Linked DNA regions of Mus musculus: all the other regions are linked to region 2. Evidence: chromatin contacts called from public Hi-C and HiChIP or PLAC-seq data. All regions are on one chromosome and are shown on one strand. Each heading gives the region's core, a stretch centred on a gene start, on an enhancer-like site or on the middle of the called end of the contact. The rest is flanking DNA. Distances are from core to core; before and after follow the strand shown. Region 1 overlaps Sh3d19 (SH3 domain protein D19). Region 2 overlaps Tmem154 (transmembrane protein 154). Region 3 has its middle 16 kb from the start of Gm26204.

Region 1 (5,024 bases), core at 2,494-4,993, 1.4 Mb before region 2:
TGCCTTCCAAATGCTGGGATTATGTACACACCACCAACCTGGCTAGTACTTCTCCATCTGAAAGAACATTTCAGAGGCCGGGGAAATGGCTCAGCGGTTAAGAGCATATGTTCTTGTAGAGGACTTGAGGTCAATTCCTAGCATCTATCTGGTGGGTCATAACCATGTGTAACTCCAGTTCAGATGAGCCGGCACTTTCTTACACACACACACACACACACACACACACACACACACACACACACACATATATGCAGGCAAAACACAAAATATTTTTTTAAAACATTCAGAGCTTTAATTTGTTCTTTGCAATCACTGCCCACCCTTCCTCCTTCCCTTCTTGTTTTGCAAGAAGATGGAATCAGACTCCTTAGTGCTGGGATTACAGGAATACCTGTGGGATTCTTTCTAATGAGTTGTGTGAGCCTTCAACTTCTATAGGCTAAGAAAATACCAAAACATTTAAAGATTTATTTTATTTTACTCATATCTTTGTGTTAGTGTGCACCTGTATGCAGGTGCCCATGCAGTCTGGGAGAGGACTTCAGTCCTCTGTAGCCAGAGCTGCTGGCAATTGTGAGCTGTCTGCCATGGGTGTCAGAAACTGAACCCTGGGTCCCCTGGAAGAACAGGATGCGCTCTTAAAGTCTGTCTCTCCAGCCACACGAGCAATTTTAGCAGCTAACGAGAAACATCATTTCAGCATAATAAATGACTGGTCGTCTGCAGAGCTAGGCTGTTTTTAGGGCTCTGCAGTGACCTTACAAGTCTTGGCTCCTTGTTGAGCTTTGTAGCCCCACACTTTAGAAAAAGAAAAGCTTGTAATGAAAGGAGAGGCCCCTAGATGGCGGCAGAGTTCCGAGTGAGGCTATGGATTCTGTTCCACACAGTGAAGTAAAAAGTAAGGTAGCAATGATTTCCCATTAGTTCTGGAAAAGAGAAATCAGCTTCTGAATTCATTCAGTGACATTCAAATTGGCATCGAATCATGAATTTTATGGCCTATGTGCATCTGACATTAATTAAAAGGAAACAATGTTCATACCAAAGCTAAAATAGTCTAACTTGATCCATATATTCATTGCTGTATTCTCAGGGTCGTGTACCTAAATTTAAGAAACTGAATACAAACAATGGTGGTTTTTAGGGATACTGACTTACAGTCCTATAATTATCTTTTTAAAATGCCAGTTCTGATGATATATTTTGGTAAATACACTTAATATTCTCTCTTCTAAATGACACAGGCTGATTCCAAGAGCAGTGAAAGAATTACATTCTTCCTACAGCAATGTATTGCAGGCACCTGAGGAAACCTTATCTTTGAAGGCTCAAAGGATAATATATTAAAAATGGCTTCTCCAGTTTTAACCTAAAAACAAAAAGCAAACCCCAAACCTGAGTATTTCAGGAGGTTTGTATGGTGTATGGTTTGGGTATGAAGGTGGCCCCAGAAAACTCATGTATGCAGGGTTTTGCCCTCTATCTACAGGCATTACTGAGATGGGATCAGGTCATGGTCAGATGAACTAATCCTGGATGGGTGGAAGCCACGGTGGATGACCTGGTGGCTGAGTGGGATATTAGGGGCCAGAGGAAGGCTATTTGAGGTGTTTCTCTGAGGAGTACGCCTTGTGCCTGGCTCTCTTTTCTCTCTCTTCCTGTTCTCTACTTTTTCTTCCTTTTCTGCCTCTTTTCTCTTTCACAGATTCTATATGGTGAAAAACTCCCCAATGTGATTGCACCAGGCCCAAGGTGATGGAGGCAGGTGACCATGGATTGAAAACAGGCCCAAATTTTCTCCTTTAAGTTGTTTATAATTAAGAATTTTGTCACAGCGATGAAAAGCTGACTGACAAAGATGAACAATATCAAGCTTTTACCTAAAAGTTTTGGAAACAAACACAATAACCCATTTCCATTTATCTCATAAAATTTTCTTCACAATTATTTTTCTTTGAACACTGTTGAGTTCTGCCATGACCTCAATCAATATATATAATAAGAAAGTACCATGAGAACCACACAGCTACACTTTCCTTTCTAGTAGTTGGGAGAGAAATACATAGCAAGAAAACAGCATGGAAGAGTGAGATGGAAAAAAAAAAAAAAGAAAGAAAAGGAAATTTGTTTCAATATATATCTGCATCAACAAATAGCAACGGTATTGAGTAAACTCAATGGCCCGTGAAAGCCATCCGTCTGTCTACCAAACCCACCTAGCAAATAACCACTCCACCCACCCGTGCAAAGGACTGGAGATACAGGGTTAAGACAGGTACCATCTACATATATTCTGAACAATGCAGTGTAGTCTGAGATGAGGAATCGAAAAGCTGAGTTCAGTTTATTATGGTGTCAAGTAGATACACAACTATCGCACTTATCCTGCTTACAGAGAGCCAATGTTTAAGAGGGATTTTTTTTTCTTCAATAAAGATAGGTTGCTCAGAATCTTCACTATTAAATGTTGAAATCTCACAGGCAAAGACACACTTCATACCCCTCTCCACACCCCTGCCCCCTTCTTGCTCTTGTATGGCTTGCTGCCAATGAGAATTTAGTCTGAATAACACTCAAGTCATCCCATTCTCGTAAAACTAACATGGGTGAGAACCTACAACGATGTTCCTTAAATACTCTTAACCGAAAACATACAATAGAAACCCCAGACCCTAAATGCCAAAATCAAGTGCAATCATATGCCAAGGATAGGAACTTTAGTAGAAAACAAAGTAAATATTCCCTTATAGAAGCAACACGTTCAGGAAACCGCTGGCCGCCCAGGTTTTGGATAACGGGGAAGACTACAAAGAAGTGGTCCAGCATATGGAACTCTTCTTGAAAACAGAAGAAAGCCACGGACCCTGCTGGAGAGCGCTTTCCATCTCCAGTGAAATGTTAACCCACTGGCCCATTAGATTGTCTTCAAAGTATTTGGCTTTAGTTTGTAAACTGTAATTGATTCAGTCACACAAGAGCCACTTTTGAAACTCAGAACATGTGAGCCTGGATGACAGGAAAGTGGCCTTGTATTTACTCCACTAACTGCAGAGATGTGTTGCATGGGACGGGGGGCACTGCACCAGCCTTCAGTCCTCTTAAGTTATGTTAACATCTGATTATATTGAGGAGAAATGAGCTATGGGGGCTTGGTACTGTTCTTCATCTTACCATTTGCTCTGTAATCTAAGATACTATCCAAGCTTCATAATGTACCACTATAACAAGAGACAGCTTTTATGTATTACTGGGGTAATGCAAAGAAAATGAGTTTTCCTTTGGGTACCAGTAATTGTCAAAGGAATGATTGCAGATTCAGAAAATGTGCTTTATAAGAACCCTGTTAACATGAAGTATACATACACCGAGGAAGAGGTAAGTTGTGGCATGTCTGTGGAGGGGTTAGTTGTATTAGCAAGGCATCTCAGGGATGGTTTTGGTTCTTTTGACCCCTTCAGTTCCCTGGACAAATGGGGAACGCTGGGACACACAAGGAGCACCTGGGGGAACACAGGCTTGTTTCCCCACCGGCTTGTAAATGTTCCACTAGTTACCAAACTATCTGTCCTGCAGCAAGAATTTGCCCTGGGGCTAAGACTAATGCGCTCAAGCTGTTAGAGTTAATTGAATAGCAAAAACGAAATTCAGATTACCATCCATGTCCTGATAGTTACAGCATGTAGAATGTCAAACGTCCTCTTTTTTAAACTAAAGTAGAAAATGAAGGAGCATGGTTAATTCGGTGTGTCGATGGGAACAGGTGTCTGAGTCCAGTTCCTGCTTGTTAGCCAACCCTTGCTGCCTGCACCCCGATGCTGTCTTTCCCAGGGGAGCTGCATCGCCTGCCATCCCTGCTAGCGCTTCCCTGCCGGCTCCCTCACTCTCGGGTTCTACGTACACCTTTCCACTGTGAATGAAGCTAAGCGATAAAACCTACAAGTTCTCTGCCCTCAGAAATTCTAGTGTACCACGTACATCTTAGATACTCTCTTTCTGTTAAAACAAAAAAAATAGTGCAAATATCTGATAGTCAAAGTGAGTGTTCAAGTGAGTTCTTGTGCCAGGCAACAGGCAAGCGTCACCTTCAGCTGACTTGTAGAAACTGAACGTAGTTTTTGGGAAACATTCCAGCTCTTCCCATTAGTTCTCCACGCATCCAGGCATCATCTATGGGCTCCAGCTCCGTTATTACGTCTCCAGCCTGGAAGAAGACAGGAGTTAGAAATAATTATTGGTTTCTGCAGGGTATAAGCACAGAGTGTAGCCTACCTGGAGCGGCGTGAATAATCTTGTCTTTATATAGCTCGTTTATCTTGATTTGCAGAGAGGATTAAATGATAAACCGCACAGATGATATACCTAATGACATTTGCTTTCAGGCCTCTTTTTCTCCGAGTAAACTCAGTCCCCCGCCGCTATCCGCCTTGCTGCAGCTTCCTGCTTATGTCTTATGCTCCCACAAGCACAGTTCCTAATCTAAATCACTCTTAGATCAATAACAGTATCAGCTATATATACACAAATGCACACAGTTCCAGTTAACAAGTGATTACAGAATACCTACTATGTGGCAGATGCTGTCCTGGGTAATATAGTTATAATGTAGTAATGGAGTTGCTCTAGGGTGGGAAGGCAAGAGAGGGATGGAGAGTGTGGCTTTGCTACTCACGAGGGCCGTCTAAGAGGGGCACAGTCACACTTACATAAAGGTCACAGGTGGAAGAGTGAGCCGCCTGCTCCTGCGTGCTCTGTCCTAGTCCGTGCGTGCCTCACAAAAATTAAACTACATTTGTATAGATGAGCACCGATAGCATCCTCATGTGAGGGAGAGACCTTTTCATATTTTTTGAGTGCGATGTGCATGTGTGTGGGCTCGTGTGTGCGTAAGTGCATGCACACGTGTCTGTGTGTACACATGGAAGCCAGAGCTGGACGCCAAATGTCTTCTCCATCATTCTGCATCTTATACTGCTGAGGAAAGGTCTCTTACTTGAACCCAGAGCTCACTGCTCAGCTAGTGT
Region 2 (4,922 bases), core at 2,141-4,640:
AGGTCATAAGAGTAATTTTAGTTCATACTACAAAACACTTCTCTGGTTTTCCTTTTTTGTTCTATTTTTTTGTTGTTTTTGTTGTTGTTTTATTCTTTGATTTTATTTTTGTTTTGTTTTGTTTTTGAGACAGGGACTCACTCTGTGGCTGTTGTGTAGTGTGGGGAGCCGCCCTCACATTCGCCGTTGCAAGATGGCGCTGAAATCCTGTGTTCTAAGTGGTAAACAAATAATCTGCGCATGTGCCAAGGGTAGTTTTCCACCCCATGTGCCCTGCCTTCCCCGTGACGACAACTCGGCCGATGAGCTGCAGCCAATCAGGGAGTAATACGTCCTAGGCGGAGAATAATTCTCCTTAAAAAGGGACGGGGTTTCGCCATTCGCTCTCTTGCACTCTTGCTCTGGCTCTCTCTTGCTTGCGCTCTTGCGCTCTGGCTCCTAAAGATGTAAGCAATAGAGCTCTTGCTCTCTTGCACTCTTGCTCCTGAAGATGTAAGCAATAAAGTTTTGCCGCAGAAGATTCTGGTTTGCTGAGTCTTTCCTGGCCGGTCGCGAACGCGTGTAAGAGTGTAGCAGTTCCTTCTGAGATTAAATCCTCCCATCTTAGAGAAAAGGCAGTTGAGGTCCAAGACTTTAAAGGGGGAGGGGAGCCAGCAGATTGCTCTAAGGGGAGGTGAAGCATTCCATCCTACAAGGACACTTTCCTTCAAGAAAGGAAATTAACAAAGCCTTCAGGAAGTTCCCAAAACAGACCAGAGTCACTAGGCCTCTCCTTCCTCAGGCAAGTACCAGTAGAAGGGCATTGAAAAGCCCTCAGACCACCACCCCACACTTCCCACAAGGGACACTCTCCAACCCGTGCTGCCTGCAGCTGTGCGGTGAGCTCTAGGTTCCCAGCTTTGTGAGCTGTCCCCATGCAGGGCTGGGCTTTGGTGATGCAGTTGCTTTCAGTCATTTCTGCTCCTTAAGATAACCTGAATAAAACCCTTGGGTTCACCAGGCTGGACTTTTGGGGTACGCTCACTTTCACCTGTCATCGGTTCTCTGTCTGGAAGAGGTAAATGCTGTTCACACATCCTAATGATAGTGTTGCACAGCAGTAGCCCAGGCTGCTCTAGAACTTACTCTGTAGACCAGGCTGCCCTTGAATTTGTGTGATCCTCCTACATTTGCCTCTCAAGTGTTAGGATAGTAGGTGTGTAGCCCACACACCAGGATTTTATCTTGTTTTGCTTCCTTTTCAAGCAGGGTCTCCCTGTAACTTAGAGTGATCCTCCTGCTTCAACCTCCCGAGTGCTGATGACAGGTTCTAGCTCTCACGCCCACCTCTCATTAACAGTTCTTACATGGTTGCAGTGGTGCAATGTCAAATCTCTAATGTGCTCCCTCTAAGCCTCCTTGCCCCTGCCTCAGGTCACAGATGCTCTCTCGGCTTAGGTCATCCAGGCTGCCTGTACAGAAACTTTTCCAAGAGGAACGATCATCCGATCATTGGGACTTGGAAGTGATGGGGGTGAATTTGAAATGATAACTTCACAGTCTTGTCTTTGACTTAGCCGCATGCACACTACCGTTTCCATTCCTTTAAATCTTTTACATTTACCAGGATTATCTCACTGGTCAAACATGTGCTTAGTATGCGAGAGTCTCAGAGTTCAATCCCTAGCATCAACTAATTAATTAATTAGAAGGTAGCTTTGTGCGTATGTGTGCGTGTGCGTGCATGCATTTATGTGCATGTGTGTTTATGCATGTGCATGTGTGTTGGTGTTTTGAATGTGTAAGCTGGAAGAGGGTGTCAAGCGTCCTGCTCTTTCCTCACTCTCGGTCTTGCTCTCCTGAGACAGTGTCTCTCCCTGAGCTTGGAGCTAGGCTGTGCGCTAGCAGAACACATAACACGTCTCTGGCTCTGGCTTGGGACAGTGCTAGGGTTAAAGTCAAGCGTAGGATCACACCCAGCTTTTCTGTGCTATGTGCTAGGATCTGAACTCAGGTTCCCATGCTCAAAGGCAAGCACTTTGACAGGCTGTACCTTCTCCTCAGGTCCAGTAAATAAACACTTGGACCTTTCAAATGATTGTGCCTTGCATCTTGTTGTTGTGGGTGCTAGCACTGGGCAGTTGCTAATTTATAGGGGCTTTTATGATAGTTACAAGGTTGGGATCCACAAACAAGTAGATTCTTAACATCAGAAGCACATACGATCTGCCCGAAGCCTGAATCGGGGCCGTTATGTCTTTGTTTTATGACAAGGGGCAAGGTAACCTTTCCTAGCTTTAATATCCTCATCTGATGTCATCTGCAAAGCACACCTAACAATTCTAAGCTGATAGGGTTGTTGTAAAAGAATGAATGAGGGGCTGGGGTGAGAGAGGCTCTGGCCTCAGTCCCCAGCACCACACACTCAAATGAAAACACAGAGAAAAAGACAGGTAAAACCCCATGCTACAGGCCTGGCACCCGCATGCATGCATGCATGCCTCTTGGTGATTTGTACTAGGCAGCCTGAGCTCTGACAAATGTTTGTGAGTTACCTACAGCATTGTCTCAGAGATGTAAAGGCTTTAAGAAATCGTCTTCAGAAGCACAGCTCACATTTCTAGGGAGACGCCTTTTGTTTAGCTGCATTGTTTACTTCAGTTCCCTAAAAGCGTGATCTCTGGAATGCCATAGCCACGTGACTTGGTCCCAGCATGTCACAAACTGCTTCTGCTTTGATGGGCTATCGAGCAGTTCCCAGAGAGCAGCTGCCTCTCCGGAGTTTTGTGTGGAGTGGTATCTATCCATCCACAAGACCTGCGGTGAGTCAGCGGCCTCCTCCCCCGAGTCCCAGCACAGTAAGCCAGGGCGTTCTCCGTCACAGGCTCATTGCTTTATTTAGTTAGCTGTCTCTGGCTATTCATCATCTCTGGAAAATGATCAAATAAGCCATGCATTTTTAACTCTAGCAAATCCTGGAGTTCCCTGTTAAAATACCTTGGCGCACTGCCACGGAGCCACAACAAACACGCAGGCAGCTCCGCTTTCAACCTTCCCGCTTGCCTCGATGTGCGCACGTGCAGTCTTAGCAACTTATTTCTGACAGTGACATTAAAGAGTAATTTGTCTAGGAGTGTTATATAAACACGGGAAGAACATGGAACACCTTTCCACAAGCATATACAGGAACAGGAGGACAAACTGTAAAACTAAACAAAGCACGGCTGTATTTTCCTCAAGAAAGCACCCAACGGGCTCACTGCCAGCAGAATGGGGACAGATTCAGCTCAAATCCCTCAACCTCATGGCAGTGACTGTTTGTCCAGACTGGACAGTCACCCTGTCCTCCCGACCCCATCTATCTTGCAACAATCCTGAGTTATGGCCACAGCTAATGCAGCCATCTCTGAACATGGCGGTATGCCACCACTCAACCCTTCTGGGGTCACGACACTCTGACTCAGTTTCAGAGAGTGTGGAGTTGGATTTGGCACGACATCACATAACAATTAGATCAAGCTTTCTTTCTCATCTATACAAAGTCCCTTCTTCCCGACAGAGGCCTGGCCTGGGTGGAGTTAGAGAAATGAGGCTCGGAATCGGCCCAAGATACAGAGATCATGCCTGCTGTGGAGACACACTCTGGGACACACACACACACACACACACACACACAGTCTTTAACAGTGTCCTTCTGGCTGGAGAACACAAACTATTACGTTCTATCCCTTGTGGTACTGCAAATCTAGTTCACTCTTGTTTGGGGTGGTGGGGACTAGATAGGGAACACTGGGGGCAGTCACTGACACTTTAATGCCTCGACCTTTCTCTGCACGGTCACACAGTGTAAACTCTCCACCTCTGGATGGTGATGAGCAGCAGCAAACGGGAGCGTGGCTACGTCTGTGCCTCCCTGTCTGTGCTCATGTGGTCCACGGTGCAGACAGAAGCTCTGAGTGTCTGACTAGACATGAGTCAGGAGAAAGGAAGCAGCAGGCTAGCCTGGGCCAGGTGGACGATGTCTGGACTGTATGCTATCTAGTGCATTTGGGAGGTGCCGTGTGGGTGGGGTTTGACAAAGGACTTCATTGTCTAGAGACTTGGAACAGTTGATTATAAGCCCACCGAATGGATCTGTTCAGCTCTGGGCTACCTCTGCTTGTCCTGTGCTGAGTCCACTATAGCAGCTTTTGTGCACCACAAGTCACAGAACAGGGGATTGCAGAGAAAGGCCACTAAGGTGGAAAATAAGAATATGGAACTCTTCTCCCCTAAACTCTTTTCTTGTCCTTTCCTGTCATTGTTTCGTAAACATGACAACCTCACTGCAAAGGGCTTGTAGTAGTTTGTACAGACCTGGTCCTTACTAACATCCTATTTGGGGGCTGAGCATGTACATTTCAAGAAAAATGTCTACTCTGAGGTAAATTTTGTGCAATTAATATACCCTAAATATAGATTATATGTTACATGTTACATGTCACATGTCACACATTACATATCATACTATATTATATATGACATGTTATATATTATATCATAATTTGATATATTAATATATAGTGTATTATATTACAATCTTATATTAATTAATATAATTTAGTAATCACTTTATCAATTATTATATATAATTATATAATACCAATTAATTTATGATCAGTTATAAATATTAAATTGTGCTAATTTAAATAAATGTAAATAAAATTGTGTTATTATGTGATTAATAAATAATATATATTATCATATACATTAAAGTGTCAATCTGTGTCAATGCTGCTATTGTCCCAATACTCAAGAAGATTATGAGTTCAAGGCCAGCCTGGGCTACATAGTATGATCCAGAGTTAAAGAAAGAAGCAGAGGTGAGGGAAATAGGAGAGGGAGGGAGGGAGGGAGGGAATAGAGAGAAGGAAGGAGGGAGGCGGGAGGGAGGAGCCGAGGGG
Region 3 (4,759 bases), core at 1,577-4,076, 1.2 Mb before region 2:
ATATGGTGGCTCTTGTTCCTATAGAGCTCACCATTTTATCAGAGCTCAACTTTTATCAATTTGGCTACAGTCCACAGATACTAAGGAAACTAGTTATGAAGGTGGACGGGGGGGACAGTGAGGCCTGCGCTCCTGTACTCCTTGTGATAGCAGGGGACAGACGAGGCCAAGAGACACTCAAGTGTTTGGAGACTGAGCAAAGGAGAGAGGATTCACCAAGGAGGGTAAGACATAGGGACCACAGCTGTGACACCGAAGGACCCAAGGCATTGTAAAGGCAGCCAATTGCAAATGCCAAGGCTGTGAAAATTTAGAAGATACTGAAAACAAGGTTGTGGCAAGACACACACATGGGAAGGAAATATTAAAAAGATGGAGTTATTCAAGAGTTATTCATGGAGTTCTTCAAGATATATGAAAATGGATAAATTCTCCAGGAGCTCCAGGGGCTGAAACTAGAGTTTTGGAGGGAGGGGACTCCAGAGTCAGGAGCTGGAAGAAGGGGGTTCCCAGTAGCTGAAAGGCCAAGAAGCCAAGAAGTAGGACTGCATCGCCACTGGGACGGGCGAGGAAGGGATTTCCAGCAGTGGGTTGTCAGGGTGGTTCACGGAGAGGCTGGAGAGAAGGAAGCCACGATAAAGCTGCTCACTGTCGAAAGCCACCCTGTCCCAAGCAGCCCCTGTCCCAAGCAGCCTGTGGGATTTTTGTTTTAAAATTAAATGAAAAGTATAAGATATTAATAAGCTTTGAAATAAAGCATCTATGGAAATGAACATCAAAGATGCAGCGACCTGCCGGCAGAGATAGCCATGCTGTAAGGTCACGCACAGCCTCTTTGTTCTCAAAGAAACTTGGGAGACATTATTCAGACTCATCTTTGGAGCACTCTTGGGAAGATTATATCCTGGAAGAAGCCAGAGTATAATGTTTTCACCACTTTCTTGCTTGATTACATTGTCTTTGTGTAACCATTGAAACTAACGATAGGTAACTTTCCAGGAACTTGGTGACAGAAAATGAGAGATGATGATGATGGTGATGATGGATGGTGACGATGACATGACAATGATGACGACAATGATGAGGAATACCCTTTGGAAAAGCCAACACTTAACTAGCATGAAATGATTTCATGTTAGTTTTTCCTGTTGCCTTCAAAAACTCTGTGAAATATTGTATCTCCATTTTATGTATGTGGACAGTTTATAAGATCCATGCTAAAAATAGATACATTGAACAAGGCTGAAGCATTCCAAATATATGGGATTTGTGATTCATTAGCTTGAGCTCTGCCTAGAACGATGAAGGAAATTTTTATCATGGAACAAAAACAAACATCAGGATATATCAATGCCTTCCTGTGTGTGGACATAGCTAGAAAGCATATACATTTGTCAGAAATTTTTATGTTGTAAATGACAAAGCTCGAATAAAAATCACTTAGAAAAAACAATAAAAGGGAGGATAGGCTGGCTCAGGAGTGGAAAGGGCTGAGGGTAGATGGTTAGCCTTAAGGTTCAGCTATGACTGAGTCCAAGGGCAAGTTTAGCTCCATGAAAGTAAAGTCATATCTTGGATGCACGGTGCAGGACAGGAGTGGCCAGGGTTGTCCTGAGCCAGGGTAGGAAGCTCACATACCTCAAGTGACAGACTTGGGTAGGGAGCCAGCAGTTTCCATGGGAACATCAGTTGCTTTTAGAAGAAAGAATGGTTGGTAGACATCAAGCCTAGCAGATCTCTACAACCAGTCCTGCCTTCAAGGCGTGCTCCCCCTGCCTCAGAAATTCTTACTCTTAGAACTATGTCTTTATGACTTGAGCCTCAGGAGTTCTCTTCAGTACTGTAGATATTCTGAGGCAAAGGTTTGCAATGCCGGTGGTATATTAGAGTCACGTGGGTAGCCAAAAACTCTTTTGGGAATGTGGGTGTCTGAGCTCACCATCTTAAGCTCATCAATGGGCTGGCGGTACAGCATCAGTTGTAGACCGCTTTCTTAGCTTTCCTGAGGCCATGGGTCCATATGCAGTACTGAAAAAGGAAGCAAGCAAACAAAACCATCCACACTCCAAACTTTGACCCTACTGGAAGAGTTTGAAAGGAGCAGTACTTTGTGCACAGTTGAGAGCCTATCTCTCGGACCTTCCTTCTCCTCCCTTGCTCTTTCTTCTTGATGTCAGTGTCTGTGGCCATTTAGTAGTTGCCTCAGGAACACTGACAGAGCTAAGTATAACGGAACTGCATGAAGAGAATGTATTGTATCATACACCACCTTGTTCCGGGTTTCTGCACACTAGATTTCTACTGTGTCACTTTGGGACTTACTGTCTCCAAGATATGAGAAAGGATGGGTAACGTGAGGAACCTTTCCAGCCCTGTAGGGGAGGAGATCGGATTGTGGGGCAGGACTGTTTACAGTCCATGTAGCATGTGGAAGACAACCAAACCCACTGGAATCCAAAGAATGCCGAGCCTTAGGAGTTCTTGCTAGCATGTGGAAAGTCCCACAGAGAAGAATAATCTCCACTTGTTTGAGGGCTTCCTTCAATATGACTAAAGGACGGTGTGGGGGAGAGGGCGGGCGCTACAGCTGGGTAGGTTTTTGTTTGTTTTAGTTAAATGCTCAAGGCACTAAAGTAGTGTTTATTACAAGGGAAATATCACACAGACTATCAGTTTGGGCTTGTAAATTTCCAATTTGAGAGTTGAAGGAAAATGGTCACAGTTTTAAATTGGATTTAAAAAATCGGTCAGGAAAGGAATCTAAGCAGCTTTGCTGAGGCCTCCGTGCTGCAGTACCACCCATGGCCACAGGGATGCAGTGCAGCTCAGCAGACAGTAGGAACCCTGGAGAGGCGGGTTCCAGGGAATCCTCGCTAGGGCAGTAAAAACCGACCTCCTGGAACCAGGGGGAAGACATTCTTTATCCCTGCCATCCATGTCGCCCCTCAGTTCTAAGCTCTGTGGTTTATTAAACGACAGTTACTACAGGCTTATTGCACGTTCCCTTACTCCAGTGCGCAGTGGTCTTGCCTTGGGAAAAATTTCGAAGTAATAGAAATATCTAATGATGAAGGGCTGGTAAAATGACTTGCTAAATGTTCATACAAAAGAAAACAGTGCAGCTATGTAACTGTGTTCCAGACATTATTTTAAAGGCAGGGAAAATGATAAACGAGAATAAATTTTGTAAATAAATAAATAGCCCGTTATGGTGACAAATTTGTAACCCCCTGTACTCAGGGGGCTAAGTAGGGCAGGGGGATTACAAGTTAGAGACTAGCTTGTGTCTCACAATGGGACTTTATCTAAAAAAGAAAAAAAGAAGTGTGTGTGTGTGCCTGGGAATTGAGGAGGTGGCTTAGCTAGTAAAGTGCTTGCCGCTAAGCACGAGGACCTGAATTTGGAAAGCAGGGCGCTGTAACCCTAGAGCTGCAGAGGCAGACGGGAGGATCCCTGGGGTCTGCTGGTCAGCTCGCTCTAGGTTCAGCAAGACCCTGGCTCAGAAGCTAAGGTGTCAGGTAGTTAAGGTAAGTCACTCCCATGTAAACCTCCATTTCATGAATGCCCGAAAAATAGGCATATGTGTGCCCACAAATACCCACCCCCGCAGTCAAACAACGACAATAACAAAAGCAAAGTCCAGATACCCAAACGATTTGAGATTCTAGTGTTCTTAAAGTGTTTAAGAGGCACATACACATAATAAAATCTCTAATTGGTAGACTTATTGTTGAAGTCTAATTTTCCTCTTATGTTTTATAATTTTATAAAATAAGAAACAAAAGCACTTTTATAGTTAGGAGAAAATTATTGAGGAAAATAACGGAACAGATGGATATCCAGTCTTGCACGTGAAGAAGAGGACAGATCCTAGCTAGCTGAGGCTGGAGATGCTTGCTGTATTGGCCCACGTTTGCTGACTGATAGGCTGGCTCGCCCTTAATGTTAGCCAGGGATGGAGAAGCCGACTCAAAAGGCCTTGGAAAGAGCATTTCAACAAATCACTAATTAGTCGTAATTATATGTGATTATTGACTTTCTTATGGATTTAAAATTTCCCTGTAGTAAGCACACACAGTTTATTTAAAATACTTACAAATAGAAGTATATATGCAAATATTGGCTATTGAATTGTCACTTATATTTTCCTTTAGTTTAGTCTTTGCACTTATTTTCTTAGCATTGACTTTATGAAGCTATCAAGTGAGCCATCTTGCAGTGCCCTGCTCTCTAAATTTGCCTGACTATTTCTCGAGGTGCCCTTGAATACACCAGATGTATTTCCTGGAAACAGGAAATTAAGCCATAGGCAGGAAGAGATTCAGGTCACATTTTTTTTTTTTTTTTTTTTTTTTGGGCAGGCGTATGTGCTGGGAAATGCTGTGTACGTCATAATTTATGCTATTGGGAGTCATAGCAGGTTGTCCCAGTTCAGGGTCAGTCCGTGGTCACTTGGCCTCATGCCATTGGACAGAACATGCTCACAGGAGACTATGCTAGGAGAGGCTCTTCACCACCTGGTGGATAGTAAGCAGAAAGACAAACAGACACATTACTTTTGTTGTTGTTGTTTGTTTGTTTTTAGCAACAAGGTTTTTCTGTGTAGCCTTAGAAAGTCTCTTTGTTATTTTTGAGATTATAATATAATTACATCATTTCCCCCTTCTCTTTTCTTCCCTCCACCTCCCCAAATGCCCCTCCTTGCTCTTTTTTCATTAATTGTTGTCACGTGCATATTCATCTATATTCCTAAATACAA

The links. A called contact is a pair of places that touch in the nucleus more often than the background predicts. HiChIP or PLAC-seq counts read pairs in DNA pulled down with a chosen protein or histone mark.
Region 1: a Hi-C map of muscle stem cells shows a contact between it and region 2, with 9 times the contacts expected there. The contact joins two enhancer-like sites. A contact is called at or near these places in 1 of 39 promoter capture datasets (the 3T3-L1 cell line), 11 of 484 Hi-C or Micro-C datasets (the G1E-ER4 cell line, the HL-1 cell line, cardiomyocytes and 7 more) and 2 of 115 datasets of contacts at active chromatin or transcription factors (the NIH/3T3 cell line and astrocytes).
Region 3: a contact with region 2 is called in a FOXA1 HiChIP or PLAC-seq map of pancreatic cancer cells. The contact joins two enhancer-like sites. A contact is called at or near these places in 5 of 484 Hi-C or Micro-C datasets (the HL-1 cell line, cerebellum, embryonic stem cells and 2 more), 4 of 115 datasets of contacts at active chromatin or transcription factors (astrocytes, embryonic stem cells, extraembryonic endoderm stem cells and 1 more) and 1 of 9 other capture datasets (embryonic stem cells).

The regions. Positions count from the first base shown.
Region 1 is chr3:86,125,775-86,130,798 of GRCm38.p6, reverse strand. It overlaps Sh3d19 (SH3 domain protein D19), which reads right to left. Exons shown (of 22, transcript NM_001082414.3): 22 at 273-4,204. The coding sequence ends at 4,088. Among named protein-coding and RNA genes, the nearest start is that of Snord73a, 11 kb to the left of the region's middle. Within about 2 kb of position 3,743, at least 2 of the 459 cell types and tissues checked have an H3K27ac peak or open chromatin away from gene starts, as enhancers often do. A contact at or near this core is called in muscle stem cells, where this site is marked.
Region 2 is chr3:84,694,604-84,699,525 of GRCm38.p6, reverse strand. All of the region lies in intron 6 of Tmem154 (transmembrane protein 154), which reads right to left. Among named protein-coding and RNA genes, the nearest start is that of Tmem154, 31 kb to the right of the region's middle. Within about 2 kb of position 3,390, at least 106 of the 459 cell types and tissues checked have an H3K27ac peak or open chromatin away from gene starts, as enhancers often do. A contact at or near this core is called in muscle stem cells and pancreatic cancer cells, where this site is marked.
Region 3 is chr3:85,922,233-85,926,991 of GRCm38.p6, reverse strand. No RefSeq gene overlaps it. Among named protein-coding and RNA genes, the nearest start is that of Gm26204, 16 kb to the right of the region's middle. Within about 2 kb of position 2,826, at least 76 of the 459 cell types and tissues checked have an H3K27ac peak or open chromatin away from gene starts, as enhancers often do. A contact at or near this core is called in pancreatic cancer cells, where this site is marked.